Linked DNA regions of Gossypium arboreum: region 1 is linked to region 2. A link is a contact called in public Hi-C data. All regions are on one chromosome and are shown on one strand. The core of a region is the stretch at or near the end of the contact, and the rest is flanking DNA. Distances in the headings are between cores, read along the strand shown. Region 1 holds the start of LOC108465100 (leucine-rich repeat receptor-like tyrosine-protein kinase PXC3). Region 2 has its middle 15 kb from the start of LOC128289499.

Region 1 (3,909 bases), core at 1,089-3,588, 890 kb before region 2:
TAGTTTCCCTAATTCCGGTGGCAGTTGACCATGAAGATGATTGAAACTCAAATTTAAAGCTATCTGCAAGTTGCGAATATGGCCAATCTCAGGAGGGATACTTCCAGTTAAATAGTTGCTGCAAAGTTGCAATTCAAGCAGTTTCACACAGTCGCCAATCTCATGAGGTATTTCCCCTTGGATAGAATTCTGTCCCAAAAGCAAGTACTGCAATCTTGTCATATTGCAAATATCATTGGGTATGGTACCACTAAATCTATTGTTGCTTAAATCAAGCTTGTTAAGATTCTTGCACCCGAGAATTGATGTTGGAATATTACCAAACAGACTGTTCCCAGAAAGAATGAGCTCTTGAAGATTCGTAAGTTGTCCAATCTCCGGAGGGATTATTCCAGTAAATCCATTGTAGGCCAAATTTAGGAGTGTAAGGTTAGTACACTGAGCAAACTCCGAGACGATTTCACCAGAGAGATTGTTATTATCTGCTTCAAAGTATGTGAGGCTGCTAACATTTCCAATTGTCCTGGGAATCACACCAACAAGTTTGTTATTCCCGATACGGATGCTTGAGAGGCCAATGCAGTTACCAATTGCTTCGGGAAGATCACCGGAGAGTCCATTCTGGGTGAGAACCAAAACTTCCAGCTTCCCCATACCAAAAATGCTCTTTGGTATTGGCCCATCAAGCCGGTTTGAATGAAGGTTCAGCAATTTGATTTCAGAAAGGGAGCCTAGATTATCAGGAATTTCACCACCTAATTGGTTCTCATAGGCTGTAAAAACTCTCAAATTGGTCAAATGGCCCACCCAATGTGGGATAGAACCACTCAACCTATTGCTAGAAATCTGAATTTCCTGCAAATTTTCTAGCACCTTGAATTCTTGAGGTATCTCTCCTACAAGTAAGTTGTTTGACAAGTTCAATGATCTAAGGTTTCTAAGACTAGCCAACTCCAACGGAATAGAACCTTCAAACTTATTCAATGACAAATCCAGATATTGAAGCTGGGATAAATTCCCAAAAGCTGAAGGAATTGGCCCGTTGAAGTTATTATAAGAAAGGTCGAGGTGTTTTAAAGCTATAAGATTAGATATTAGAGTAACATTACCTCTAAGCATACGCCTAGAAAGATCAAGCCTTTCAACAAATGAATGGTTGAAGCCACAATGAATGCCTTCCCAATTGCAGTAGTCCGTGCTGTTGTCACCCCAACCCGGTACACCACCCAGCTTCTTTTTAATGGCTAACAATGTAGCTTCATCATGGAGCTGAGCATCCACAAGAACTGGTCCTGATAGAATCCCAACCACCAAAAATGACAAGTATAAAAATGCCATTATCTGAGCTTATCTTTTGTAATGCAGCAAGCTCCTCTTCAAATAACAAGTTTTTGAGGAAAAAGCAGTGAGGTTGGAGCCCAAAAGACAGCAACTTTCTCACTGGTCAAAGCATCGCAGTCAGTATACAAAGAGTGAAGATTTCCCAGAGACTGAAAACCCAGAAAAGGACAAACATATCCCATTAGAGATATTGCCAGAAAACTAGTAGTGATGGAGAAGCAAGTAGCCCCATAGTTTTAGGTAAAGATGAAAGGAAACCCGAGGAATGATTACGGTGGGAGAGTGAGAGAGAAGAAAGAAACGCAAGAGAAGATGGGGTGAAGGAGGAACTGAAGGGGTGATGTTAGGTAGATCAAAGAAGATGATTCAGTATGCTTCTGAAGAAACAAGTCGAAGCAAAGGAGGGTAAAGGGTAAAGCTGGGAGAGAGAGTGTAGTATGTTTGGGAACAGCAAAAGGGAGGTTATGCCATGGGGATAGATTCGATGAAGCCAATTCCTTTTTCACGAGAACCGGGCAGTGTTGATTTAATGAAGGCCGAATTGCATCAAACGCTCTCTCTCTCTCTCTCTCTCTCTCTCTCTCTCTCTCTCGGACTGAAAGCTGAAAAGTGTAATGGGACATGATATGATGCATCCGCCAGGGCTAGCTTAGTGTCAGACACACAGATCATGTCCCCTTCCCTCCTTGTCTGTGAGCCAGAGATACAACAAACAACTAAATCGTAATACCCACCATTTTCCATATCAAATAATTCACCTATGCTTCCTTCCTTTCCGCTTATAATTTATTTATTTATTTTCTAGGAGACATTAGCTCATCAAGAACTCTTCTTTTTCTTCATAATTATTTCATCAAATAATTCACAATCGAACAAACAACATATCACAATATTTGATATCAAACCATTTATACCTATTATTAATTTCACTCCTTCTGTATTGATTTATTCATCACTGAATATTTAGACTCAACTAATTTCTTTTAAAAACATATTAGACTTCAAAAGCTGAAATATACTCTGTAGGAGAAAGAAATAAAATATATTAAAATAATAAAACATGTGGCATCAATAAAATATATTAAAATAATAAAACATGTGGCATCCTTTTTATTTTTGGAAGCAAATTATAGCTCAAGTACATTGAATATTAACTGTTATCATATATATAATGCAGTAAAATACACACTAAAATTGCGAAAAATGACGCAATTATGTTTTATTTATTTATTTTTGTTTTAATTATCCATTAATTTTTTAATAAATCATATTATTTTTCATCATATTTAAAAAACATTATGTTTACATGATAAAACCTAATTAATATTTATGGCCTTCGTATATGTTCATTTAAATCATAATTTAGAACTAAAAAATAATAATATAATTAAAAACCTAATAATAATAATAGTAATAATAATAATATGTTGATCTTCACACTAAAACTATGAACATTCAATTATATTATGATTTAATGCATTAAAATAAAAAATATATAATAAAATTAATTATCCATTAATCATTATATTTTTGGTATTTAATGAACATATTAATTTAAATAGATTATATTATATTTACTTTTAACAATTTGATATAAAATTGAACTTTCAATTCTCATAGGTTATTTTTTTTTGTATATAATAAAATTAAATTATATTAAATTATATGATAAATAATTTCATGTGTTTTGTGTATATTAATTTAAATAAACTGTATTAACTTTTATTAAAAATTCAATTATTTATTTTATTAAATTATAAAACTGAACATTAAATATTCTTTACCATAATTTAAATAAATTATAAATTATATTCTGTTGCGAAAATCATCGTTCAATTACCATAGTTTTTCTTATATTAATTTAAATAATTTATATTATATTTATTTAATATTTTTTAATAATTTATTTAATATTCTTTTAACATTATAACAAGGTACATAATCTATACTTGCGTCAAGTGACGCGTTTCAATTTTACATTTAATTTCTATTATTTATAATATATTACAATATTTTTCATTAAAATAATTAAAATTTTTAAAAATAATATTGTTTTTTATTAAAATATTTTATTAAAATATATTATCATGCTTACTAAACTAAAACAATGGGTACAATCATATTTAATATATTAAAATATTGATTATTTAATGTGTAGATATTATATTTAACCGTGCATGAGTACCAATTATTATAATAGTTATTTTTTTTAGAGAAAATTCAGTTACCTTATTTAATAGAAGAAAATAAAAAGATACAGTCTAAAGAGGCCTCTCTCATGGAGAGACCCTAACCAATGCCAAGTCATCAAGTAAAGTAGCAAATAGATGTGAACAAAACACTTGAGGGGAGAAGTTGGGGAAACAAAGAGATCAATAAATTCCCCAAATCAAAGCTTCCCGTTGATAGTCCACAAATAGCTTTGAAAGCTCATTTGTCTCTCAAATAAGTGCACTAATTTCTGATAAATCTTTTGAACTTGTGGTTAACTTTTAGATGACCGACCTAGAATCACTTTTCAGGATGATTGACAGGAAACTCATATCAAGAGCGAACCTTAACTCATGG
Region 2 (3,907 bases), core at 210-2,709:
TTTCAACAAATGGAAAACGATGGTATCATAATACAAATGACAACAAAATCATTACATATTGCCTGATCCAGCCTCTCAAAGGTGTGAACTCAACGTCAAGTGAGGTTTAGACCTTTAAAACCCAAATCCTATAGCCTATTATAGAACATAAAATCTTGAAATGAGGACAGCCTTGACTAGACCTTTGAGCCCATCTTGGCTTCTCATCACTACTAAGAATTACATAAAGTCACCAACTAAAAGCCATGGTTCCTACATATTCTCAATAATCAAATTAAGACATTCCCATAGCCATTTTCCTTATCAAGAATTGACACTCCCATCAACAACAGTTATAAAACAATAACCTCTCCTATTAGGTGGAGAAACTTTCATATGGATGAATTAAAGTGATTATAGGCTAACATCAGACCATAAGACATAAAGACCACCTGAGAAACCTTGCGCTTCAACACAATGAGAATACGACATACCAATTTTCTCTATAATGGAGTTAGCCTTAGACCACTAACTTTTTTTTTTTTCAACCAGAACTACAATGACCAACTTATGTTCGCTAAGGTATTCCTTAAGAAAATTAACAAACCGAGAATGACCACACCCTTGCACATTCCAAAAAAGAAATTTAGGATTCACAATAAAAGAATAAGAAAGGATAAACCTGACATTATGCCTTGACACCACTAGAAACACCAATGCCCTCATGGCTCTCATCTTCTTCAATACCTTCCATGGCTTCATTAACTTCATTAAAATCCTAATCAATTTGTTCCACCCTATAGAATCGTTAATTGGCACTTCATCGTGCCGCCCCGTCCAACTCTGATTCCAGCACTAGGTGAAATCTTCTTTGGATCTTTGTCTGGCAATCGCGATGAAGAAGCTTTAGAGTACTGCTTAGGCTCTTCTTCACCATCCTTGGTTGCATTCTGGTTCTCGAGAATCTCAATGTTTCGGTCCTGATTCTCTATTTCCTCCATCGATACTAGTCAAGCTAGGTTCATTTATAGAAATAATCACACTTGGGTTGAATTTATTGTGATTATTTTTTGGTAAAGTAGTAGCAATATGGGCTTGGGTTTTCTGCTACCCTTGTTCCTTGTCATGGGCTTGTAAGCACCTGCAGCTTGTCCCAAATAGAAGACCTCGGCTCCACTAATCATGGGATCATTCCCCCCTGTATTAGTAGCTGACACATTCTCCTCAAAATCTGCAAAATATCAACCGAGATTTTTCCTTATTCAACCCTTAATTTTTGTCCCTTAGAATATTCTCTTTCCTTGTTTGCTTCCTTGGCTGATGCTGGACAACCATCCAATCACTGAATTGCTCCTTCTCAACAGACGAGTACATTTAAGGGTTCTCCGGCTGCACATTCGACAATTCTTCATCCTGTACTTCCTTCATAATATTCAACGGACAACCCTCACTCAGATGACCATACCTACAACAGCCGAAAGAAATTGTCGCAAGTCACTCATACTCAACCCTTTGGAGCTGACCATCTATCCAAATATTAGACACAAGTGGCTTGTGGCTTACTAAGATCTACATTAACCGCCATTCGAGAAAGTCCTCGTGAACTGCTATTTGTATTATAGTTGATCCTTATCACCCTTCCAATAGTTCTACATTTGGCTTTTAAGATCCTCTTCTTATACATGGTTCCAGATTAACTAGAAAGCCGTATCCAAGCCACTACATTTAACGGATATGGTTGAAGCGTGCTGAGTTTCGGAGTCCATGGTTGATCAATAAGATAACGGTCGTAAACCACCCATGGACCTTCCGACAGAACCTTTGTGAAATCCATCTCATCACTAAACTTCCCCAAGAAATAGTCATTATCAATATCCATGAGTTGAATAGCTTATTGTGGTTTCCACAAAGCGTAGATTCGATTATAGAGGGCATTAAGCCCAATTCTCCTCCCTAGCAGCTTGGCCACCACCGTCCACGCCAGACTCATCTCCATTAACTTATGAACTCTATCAGAAAACTTGATAGAGGGCACTCCGTCTATACTCCAGTCGCTATGCCACTCTCAACAAGAGGAATATCATCCTCCTCACGTACCATACCAGTCCCTTTTTAATCCTTAACCACTTTCCATCAACCTATCCTTGAATGAGACAAAATGATGTGATTTCTGAGACTTGGAGAGATTAGAAAATGGCTTAATTGAAGGTCGTCTTAGTTGAAGGGATGGTGGAAACCGCGACCCAAAGAACTTGAATGTTTTAAGGAACAAAAGTTATATTCAAACTCGACCCGCTTAAATTTGTCAAATACCCGAACCTTAGTATATTGAAGTCCACACTTCGGGGTAGATTACAAAGTGATAAGACAGGGTTGAACGTCACAAACTTGTAAAAAGTTTGATAAGTTTAGAAAGTTCGGTTAAGAACTGACAAGAAAAAATTCTCACAAAATAAGTTTTATATTCAAGAATAGTTCAGCATTATAAAGATCCTATTACACTATTTATATACGCCCTCAAATGACCATTCAAATTCGGCACAAATGGTGTTCACACTAACATAATCATGTTCACACCTAACACTTAAAGTTGTTCACATTAAAGCATCAATATGTTCACACACACACTTAATAAATTTGGTTCATGTCCTTTTAGGTTGGTGCCTGTTTGGCCGAATAATCATGAAGCTTCACTTGGTGGATTCATGCATACTTAGCTTGGAAGAAAGCTTCATGTCCATGAATGTGCAGCCTTTGAACTCCTTAAATCCCTCTTGGCGGAATGTATATGCATGGCTCATGCATCTCTTTAATGTGACGTCTTAATGAGCTTGTGATGCATGGATGCAACATGCTTCTAGAATTTTCCATTTCACACAGTCCATGCCTCTTCTTTGATGGCTTTGAATCCTTCCTCATCAAGTAAACTTAAGACATGTATGTATCCCTTCCCATGAACAGTCATATGTACCAGTATTGAAGACTAAGTTCTAGAAGAATCCTTGTGCATGAATTTCGAAAATGGTCACCTACATCAAGTATAAATAGGCAATACATATGCACAATGTCTTCACTCAAAATTCAGCCATGAACTTAGAACCTATACTTTAACTCACACACATAGACATATATGAACAAAATGACACAAACTCATACACACAACTAGAACATATCATTTGACACAAATTGAACATCATGAGATAATTAACATATGCACACATGCTAAGATAATTATCAACTTAGCAACTTGAAAACAAAAACATAATAATATGCATGACAAAATCTATGGAATTAAATTAAAATGCAATCAAAACTTTAATTTAAAAGTCGTTAAAAGTGTTGGCCTAAAAAAATTATTTACACCCGTGAGATGTTTTATTTTGCACTTGGGTTATCCATGTGTAGGCCAATCTCGATATCTTTGAAAGGCTTTTTAATTAACAACCGAAATCACATTACAAAACCAGCAGAGGGAATAGAATCCATGTTACCCCCTCGGATAATCAGGCATCTTCCTCCCTCAACTATACGTTTTTCGTGACCCTTCCGCCATTAGTAGAACCCAACGAGAAAGAGAAAGGAGCGTTGGCAGCCATATTAGCTATTTGTTTTTTGCACGAGCAGATTTTATATATTATCTATACTATGTGACTAATTAAATTAATGACATGATTCAGTTAGATTAAATGATTTGAACTTAAATGTATTTTGGTTTTAAAAACTTAATTTATTATTTGTATTATTTGTATAAAAGCTTCATTTGATTTTAATATATATTTTTAAAGTATATTTTTATACTCTAATATAAATTTGTCAACCAATAAATTTTATCAAGTTGAATTTTTTAAGGAATTGTTTTCCTAAACAATTCAAGTTGAATCTTTAATTTGTGTATAACAAAGAATATCATCATGACATCATCCAAGTG

What was found. Hi-C and Micro-C count contacts between places; a contact is called where the count stands out from the background.
Region 1: a Hi-C map of leaf shows a contact between it and region 2, with 2.6 times the contacts expected there. The contact joins the promoter of LOC108465100 here to the enhancer-like site in region 2. A contact is called at or near these places in 2 of 5 Hi-C or Micro-C datasets (both in leaf).

Annotation. Positions count from the first base shown.
Region 1 is chr2:40,176,582-40,180,490 of ASM2569848v2, reverse strand. It overlaps LOC108465100 (leucine-rich repeat receptor-like tyrosine-protein kinase PXC3), which reads right to left and starts at 2,338. Exons shown (of 2, transcript XM_017765413.2): 1 at 1-2,338. The coding sequence starts at 1,338.
Region 2 is chr2:39,286,688-39,290,594 of ASM2569848v2, reverse strand. No RefSeq gene overlaps it. Among protein-coding and RNA genes, the nearest start is that of LOC128289499, 15 kb to the left of the region's middle. Within about 2 kb of position 1,459, at least 2 of the 2 cell types and tissues checked have an H3K27ac peak or open chromatin away from gene starts, as enhancers often do. A contact at or near this core is called in leaf, where this site is marked.